Linked DNA regions of Danio rerio: region 2 is linked to region 1. The links are chromatin contacts, called in public Hi-C maps. All regions are on one chromosome and are shown on one strand. Each heading gives the region's core, a stretch centred on a gene start, on an enhancer-like site or on the middle of the called end of the contact. The rest is flanking DNA. Distances are from core to core; before and after follow the strand shown. Region 1 holds the start of ush1c (Usher syndrome 1C). Region 2 overlaps mob2a (MOB kinase activator 2a).

What was found. Hi-C and Micro-C count contacts between places; a contact is called where the count stands out from the background.
Region 2: a contact with region 1 is called in a Hi-C map of an unstated tissue, with 6 times the contacts expected there. The contact joins the enhancer-like site here to the promoter of ush1c in region 1. A contact is called at or near these places in 2 of 18 Hi-C or Micro-C datasets (caudal fin and an unstated tissue) and 1 of 4 datasets of contacts at active chromatin or transcription factors (embryo).

What each region holds. Positions count from the first base shown.
Region 1 is chr25:23,849,197-23,852,926 of GRCz12tu, reverse strand. It overlaps ush1c (Usher syndrome 1C), which reads right to left and starts at 2,475. Exons shown (of 21, transcript NM_001039929.1): 1 at 2,376-2,475. The coding sequence starts at 2,411.
Region 2 is chr25:24,130,052-24,133,820 of GRCz12tu, reverse strand. All of the region lies in intron 1 of mob2a (MOB kinase activator 2a), which reads left to right. Among named protein-coding and RNA genes, the nearest start is that of mob2a, 23 kb to the left of the region's middle. Within about 2 kb of position 1,815, at least 22 of the 62 cell types and tissues checked have an H3K27ac peak or open chromatin away from gene starts, as enhancers often do.

The DNA of each region.
Region 1 (3,730 bases), core at 1,226-3,725:
CACATCTAGCAATGAAACATGAAGTTTTATGAGTGAATAACTGAGTCATTTATTGAAAATAAGACTAAAAGTTAATAAGTTGTAACAGTGAATTTTCCACACTATTGAATATTTGACAGTTTCTTTTTATTCAGCTGATTATTTCTTCAATTTAATTTTAATTTTAGTCATTTAGCACCGTTAACAGATGTCCAGTGTTGACCAAAGCAAAGTATTAGTGTTCACATTAATTCTTGTGCAATAATCTTTGTGATATTCAGTGTTTATTTTACAAACACTGAATTCAAAACTATACAAATGCAATGAATAAAAGTAAAACTTTTGAAGAATTAAGTTGTCTTCATATTAAGGACCATACTGTATGTGTAAACATGCCTAGTTGACATTTTTGGGCAATTAAAAAAAGTTAGAACACGTGTTTTAGATTTATAAAATATATTTTTATATAAAATTCATGGCTGTAATCTGCTGTTATTTGTCTAAACCGATGCAGGTCATATTTTCTGTCACAGAATGAGTGCTTATGAATTCTGAAAAACATTTCGCCATCTTAGAATTATAAGGTTCTATCTGACTTTTTTGTCAAAATTGGGTTATTGACATTCTTATAAAATGACATCTTATTTACATTTTGGGATGTGTTTTATAAGTTGTTTACATTTTAAGAATTTTTATTAAAAAAAGTCATGTTACACACATACTGTTTGCTATAAGGAATGCAAAAACTTTGACGCTCAATATCTCAAAATCATTCAGAACGCAGATTAAACCTTATAATTTCAATGTGACAATTTATTTTTTTAGATTTCATTTTTCTTTTTTTATTGTGATCTTTTTTATTTCAGTTAACAAAAATAATCTTTTGGCTTACTTTAACAGCCTTGGTTCAAGTAGAGTAAACAGCTTAAAGTGACATTTAAAGGCTTAACTAGATAATTAGGTTAACTAGGCGGGTTAGGGTAATTAGGCAAGTTATTGTATAATGATGGTTAATGATGGTATAATGATGGTTTGTTCTGTAGACTATCGAAAAGCAAACTATCTTAAAGGGGCTCATAATTTTGTCCTTAAATGGTGTTTAAAAAAATTAAAAACTACTTTTATTCTTGCTGAAATAAAACAAATAAGATTTTCTCTAAAAGAAAAAAATATTATCAGACACATCGTAAAAATTTCCTTGCTCTGTTAAACACCATTTGGGAAATATTTAAAAAAGAAAAAAAAAAATTATAGGGGGCTAATAAACAATTAAAAAAACACATCCAAACAACTGTAAATCAATACATCAGGCCAAATGTATTAAAACTGTGACGATGTGCTCAAAGGCTATATAAGGTGTCATAAACATTCTGACAACCTTAAATGACAGTTTACCTTTGGACTTCAACATCATAAACTGACGCAGAAAGCAGAAGTCCATAACTGAATCCAGCTTTATTTCTGCAGGGGTTTATTAAAAGTCAAATGAATAAATGAATTTAAAGGTCATCTAACAACATAATGAATTAGCCATAAACGAGAAACCAGAAATTAAATGCAAAGCTTTTAATTTTATAGCGTGGCAGTTTTCCTCCCCCATCTACAGGCAATAAAACAGGCTGAACAATAAACACAGCAATCATTTCTGGATGACCACACACTTCAGCCATCTAATTCTGAGAGGGAAAAAAACTATGGAGTCTTCATTCATCACAACAGATGGTACGACTCTACAATTACACCCAGTTCACATGGGACGTCTCTGTATAGTGTTACAAAAACACAAGTATTACAAATAAAATGCTAATTATACATTTATTAATAACTATACCCTCACATTTAGGAGACATAAAACATAATAATGATATCTGTCGTGCGGATATGTCCTTATTTTTAGCACAACGGCTAGTAAACATTTCACCTTTTCAGCCAATCAGAAGGCTCATGCTATATGGCGTCATAGTTCACCTTACCTTTCTACCTGTACATTTACCTACCTACGCTATTATCTGCACGTTGCTTAAATAAAGCAAAATAATGGGACTAAACATGTAATAACGTCGAAATTGTAAGTAGGAACAGTCATTGGTAAAACGATATAAAGCACGACACTAAAGCTGACATAATCTACTGTATGATGCTATGGACACCTATTGAGTACAAAACAAACTTTATAGATCGAATAACGACAGTTTATATGAAAATAAAGCTGTACTTATTATGAAACAACAAACATTTTGTTGTCGGAAGCAGCAATTTTGAATACATTAATCGAAGCCACCGTTAAAACGCGAACTTTTCATTCATTCCTGAGCAGAGACTACGAAGCTAGGGCAATGATAACATGATGCTAATTTACCATACATATTGAAGTGACAACATATTTAAACGCTGACCTTATGCCGAAATTCCCTGGCCACTTTTCTTTCCATGGTGAACAGGCGGTGTTTTCAGTCCGTTGGTCGTCTTGCTATGTGTCTGCCCGTCCTGTCAGTCAGTTGTGGCGGATGGTGCAACTGGAGGATCAGCGCCGGTCAGAGGTCGCTGACTCATGCAGTCATTTTACTGCCTTTTACTAAGTTGTTACCAGAAGACTTCAAAACATTTACCGTCAAAATGGTAAAAAAAAAAAAAAATATATATATATATATATATATATATATATATATATATATATATATATATATATATATATATATATATATATATATATATAATTTCCAGTCCACTGAAAAAAAGAGATATTTTACCATTTTTTTTTTGATGGGAAGTACTTGCAAACTAAATAAATAAAAAAAAAAGATAAGTTGAACATTTAATTTGTTCATTTAAGTTTAGCCCTTATAAATTATTTGCAACTACTTAGGCTACCTTAAAAAATTGTAAAGCCAATGAATCCTTTTTTTCTGTCTACTTTATTATGATTCCAAACAATAAAAAAGATATATTTCCCTGGCCAAAATATATTTAAATTTTAAATGTGTTGTGTCTGTGAAGTTTATTAAATCTGTGAAGTTTATAGTTATAAATTTACTATTTATATTTTTATGGTGAAGAAAATAAATTTCCAACCTTACAGTAGAAAGTGTATGGAAATCAAAGTATGTGTTATTTAAAATGTATGTAATTAACCACAAAAACAACAACAACTGCAACAACAAAAACAACAACAACAATAATAATAATAACACACACAAATATATACAGTAAAATTCAGAATTATCAGCCCCCTTTACTTTTTTATTCTTTTTAAATATTTCCCAAATGATGTTTAACAGAGCAAGGAAATTTTCACAGTATGTCCGATAATATTTTTTCTTCTGGAGAAAGTCTTATTTGTTTTATTTCAGCTAGAATAAACGCAGTTTTTAATTTTTTAAAAACCATTCTAAGGACAAAATTATTAGTCCCGTTAAGCTATATATTTTTTTTTTCTCGATAGTCTACAGAACAAACCATCGTTATACAATAACTTGCCTTTACCCTAACCTGCCTAGTTAACCTAATTAACCTAGTTAAGCCATTTAAAGTCACTTTAAGCTGTATAGAAGTGTCTTGAAAAATATCTAGTCTAATATTATTTACTGTCATCATGGCAAAGATAAAGTAATTCAGTTATTAGAAATGAATTATTAAAACTATTATGATTAGAAATGTGCTAAAAAAATCTCTCCATTAAACAGAAATTAGGGATATATATATATATATATATAAATAAATATATAAATATATATATATATATAAATAAATA
Region 2 (3,769 bases), core at 566-3,065, 280 kb before region 1:
CAAAGTAAAATGTGTAATTTGGGAGACTAAAAGAGAGGGAGTTGCAGCTGCAGTTTTAGAGAATATAGAGTATGCAATGTGTTTGGCTTTCACTGCAGTACTGAACAGTTGTCTTATAGAGCAGTTAGTGGCCTGACAGCTGCGAGATGCCCTATGATGACCTCAGACAGTATCAACAAAAACAAAAATCTTAAGGTCTAAACCAGCAAACAGGAACATTTCATGCAATTTATGATTGTTGATATTGTTTTTATTTTCAGTGGTTGGTGGCTATTGATTTAATTAGCAGCCATGATGTTTTTACTGCAAGGAATTATTTTTGGTTCCCCATCTTTAGTTTTTTAGTACTTTCAAATGTAGCTATGATATTTTCTAATGATAAGCACGAAAACATTATTTCATTGCATATTTAGCCTTTACAAAACTCTCGCCAATAAATTATCCTTCACAAAACAAAAACATCATTAGTTGTATTAAATTATTACAGTAATGTTTTAATATATTAATGTTAATTATATTAATTATATTATGGTCATTTCCATCATTGGTTTTTAACAAAATTTACTAATATTCATAAGATTGTAGTTAGTTTTTTTATTCTTTTCCTTATTTTTTTCAAGAAAACATTTGCATTTAATGATGAACACGTCCATCCCTTTACAACCACAGAGTACCCATCTTCTGTTGGCCACTTCCAGCAAGATAACGCGCCCTGTCATAAAGCACAAATCATCTTAGACTGGTTTCTTGAACACGACAACGAGTTCATTGACCTCAAATGGCCTCCACAGTCACCAGAACTCAGTCCAATAGGCTCCCATTTTGGCTAAGCTGGTCACGTTGGTCTTATCTGGTTTTATCTACCAGCCTGACCAGCTAAGACTAGGCTGGAAATGGCTGAAACCAGCCAACCAGCCTGGGCTGGTTTGAGCTGTTTTTTTTTTCTGCAGGGTTTGAAATAAATTGGGTAAATCGTGATAGCATTTTAATTTTGGAGTGAACTAACCCTATAGAGTCAAAACTATTTCCTCATAAAGCAGAATTTCCAGCCTATTGTGTGAGAAAGTGTCTCTAAAAGCCACAAAAACACCATAAAATGATTGCCTGTATTATTGTGCAAATTAACTTAAAACTCCTAATTTATACACTAGATGGCAGCATTTAATCATCTCTGATTGTGAAAGCATTCACTCTAATAGCATATCTTTATACCACTGCTGTAAAAGAACTTCCATATACTAATCCTAAAGGCTTATTTAATAACAATTTCACCATCTGTTTCACCTGTTTGATTGTGTAAATTTACATTTTTAACAGTCCCTTTTGAACCCAAATGAAGGTCTTGTTTCTGTGTCTTTAAAAGGGATGTTGGACTATATTGGGAAGTATGCGGACATGAATGGAATGTTCTAGAGGAGTGAGAGGAACACAGCGGCTGTTATAGTCTCTACCCAGCCTCCCACAAATGTTATCATCTTAAACTTGTGTGAAAACTAATATCGCATTCTTTAGCTATTTGTCCAAGTATTAAAAGTTACATAAGTTCATGAGTTACTGTCTGAGGTTTCATTGACTCTTTTGGGTTAAAAAGGGTTTGGATCAATTCATCATTGTGTTAACTTTGCCACAAATTTTGCAACATTAAATAGATTAGTGAAGCAACAAATAGTCATGGTATATAATATATCTTTCCTGCTGTAATGTGGAGGAAGGTTATTATGAGATGCAGTGTGGTTCATCTAGGGTTGGTGGTGATTGATTTAATTGTTCATGTGTGCCTACAGGCAGTGTGTCCAACCAGGAGGTCTGACACATTTCATCAAACACTTACGTAACCCTGACCACATGGCTCGTGCTATCGGACTGAGCAATGACACGCTATGCTCTTTACAACAGCAGATTGTAAGATGACCCCAATCCTACTAGCCCCTTTCCTATTGTTTGAGAAATGCTATATAGCCTACATAATAAAAGTGAAATATTTGGAATAAGTAATATTATGAGTTATACATCATTTATTAACTAGTGTGCTAAAACGCTAATAACATTTTATGGTATAAGCTTATTGTATAGAAACTGGTCTAAAAATAGTCAATGTCTGTTTTTGAAATAGCATATATAGTACCGATATGCTAGCCGAGAAGTATGTCTGAATTCGTAGGCTGCGTCCGAAATCGCATACTTCCTTACTATATAGTACGCTAAAAACAGTATTCAAGCTGAGTGGTATGTCCAAATTCTTAGATTTCAAAAATTAGTATGCGAGAAATACCTGGATGACCTACTACTTCAGGTGAAATTCTGAAGTGTGGATCCTCTGCGTTGAGTTTCTTTGGGAGTATTTTTTCTGAACGCTAGATAAAACTCGCTCATTCAGAGGCAGGAATTAGCGGACGTGCAACAACTTTAATCATAAGGTAAACGCAAAACAAAAGTTTCCATCTGAAGCTCTTTCATGGGACTCGCCACTTGTAAACGCTCGTTTTCATCCGGCTTGCGGCTCTTAGCACAGCCCACACTCGTTAGCGCTACCAATCACAAAGTTTGCGATATGTGTCGTTGAGACGTGTAGTTACATTTTTTGAGAGGTGCACGTTGGCGATGCCCATGGCCACAGCGAGGGGTATGAATCTGCGTGAAGGCTGCGCTGGACAATATGTGTGTGCTTGACATGTACTTTAATGAAACTAACTTTTTACTTAAAAAAAAAAAAAAATCTCTTTCTTTAAACTTTTTTTCACCTAAAGTTGTATTGATGGAGGTTTTTATGCTTACTAAGTCTGCATTTATTTGATTTAATTGAGCAAAAACAAAATTGTGATGTACTGTATTATGATGCAAGTGGCGTTGCGAGGGGGTGGGGGGGTGGGGATGGGGGGGGGGGGGGGGGGGGGGGGGGCTTTGGGGGCTTAAGCCCCTGATGTGTTGTCAAAAGCCCCTGATCTTTTGCAATATGTTGCACTTAAATAAAAATATAAGTATATGTAATATATAAGTATATAATGGTGTATAACATTTAATTTGTTTTCTAAGTACTGCAAATTACCGCGTACATCACGCACATTCCACCTAACAGTGTTTGTGTCGGGTCAGCTGTTCAGCAGTACCTGTGTCTACCGGCAGGTGGGAGTGGCACTGTTGTCCTATGATGTTTAAAGAAATTCCGCCACTGCACTTCATTTATTCATTATTTTGAAGAGCTGAAGTTGATGATGTAATAATACAACTCTTTCGCGAAACTGAATAGTTATAACTACTAATAAAGCTTAACATTTGTTTTCACAGTATAAAATGTGTGTAGTTTTGGTGAAATAAAATAACTGTAATCAATAAAATGTGCATCATATCAATACATGCAAATTAGTCAGAAAAACGTAAATTGTTCTAGCTTTCTAGATATGATATAGATATCTAAGCTTATTTATCTAGATATGATATAGCCAGTCACATCTGTTTCTGTAATAGTTAAATCACAGTGAGTTCATGCATCTATAGCTACATTCTACTGTAACATGCTATGTCAGTTAGCAGGGGATTATAAATCGACTTTCTTATGAAAATACCTGAGATGGCTGCAAGAAGACATACAGTTGAAGTCTGATTAGCCCCAGTTGAATTATTAGCCCCCCTGTTTATTTTTTCCCCTAATTTCTGTTTAACAGGGAGAAGATTTGTTCAACACATTTCTAAACATAATAGTTTCAATAGCTCATCTCTAATTACTGATTTATTTTTATCTTTGCCTTAACGACAGTAAATAATATATGCC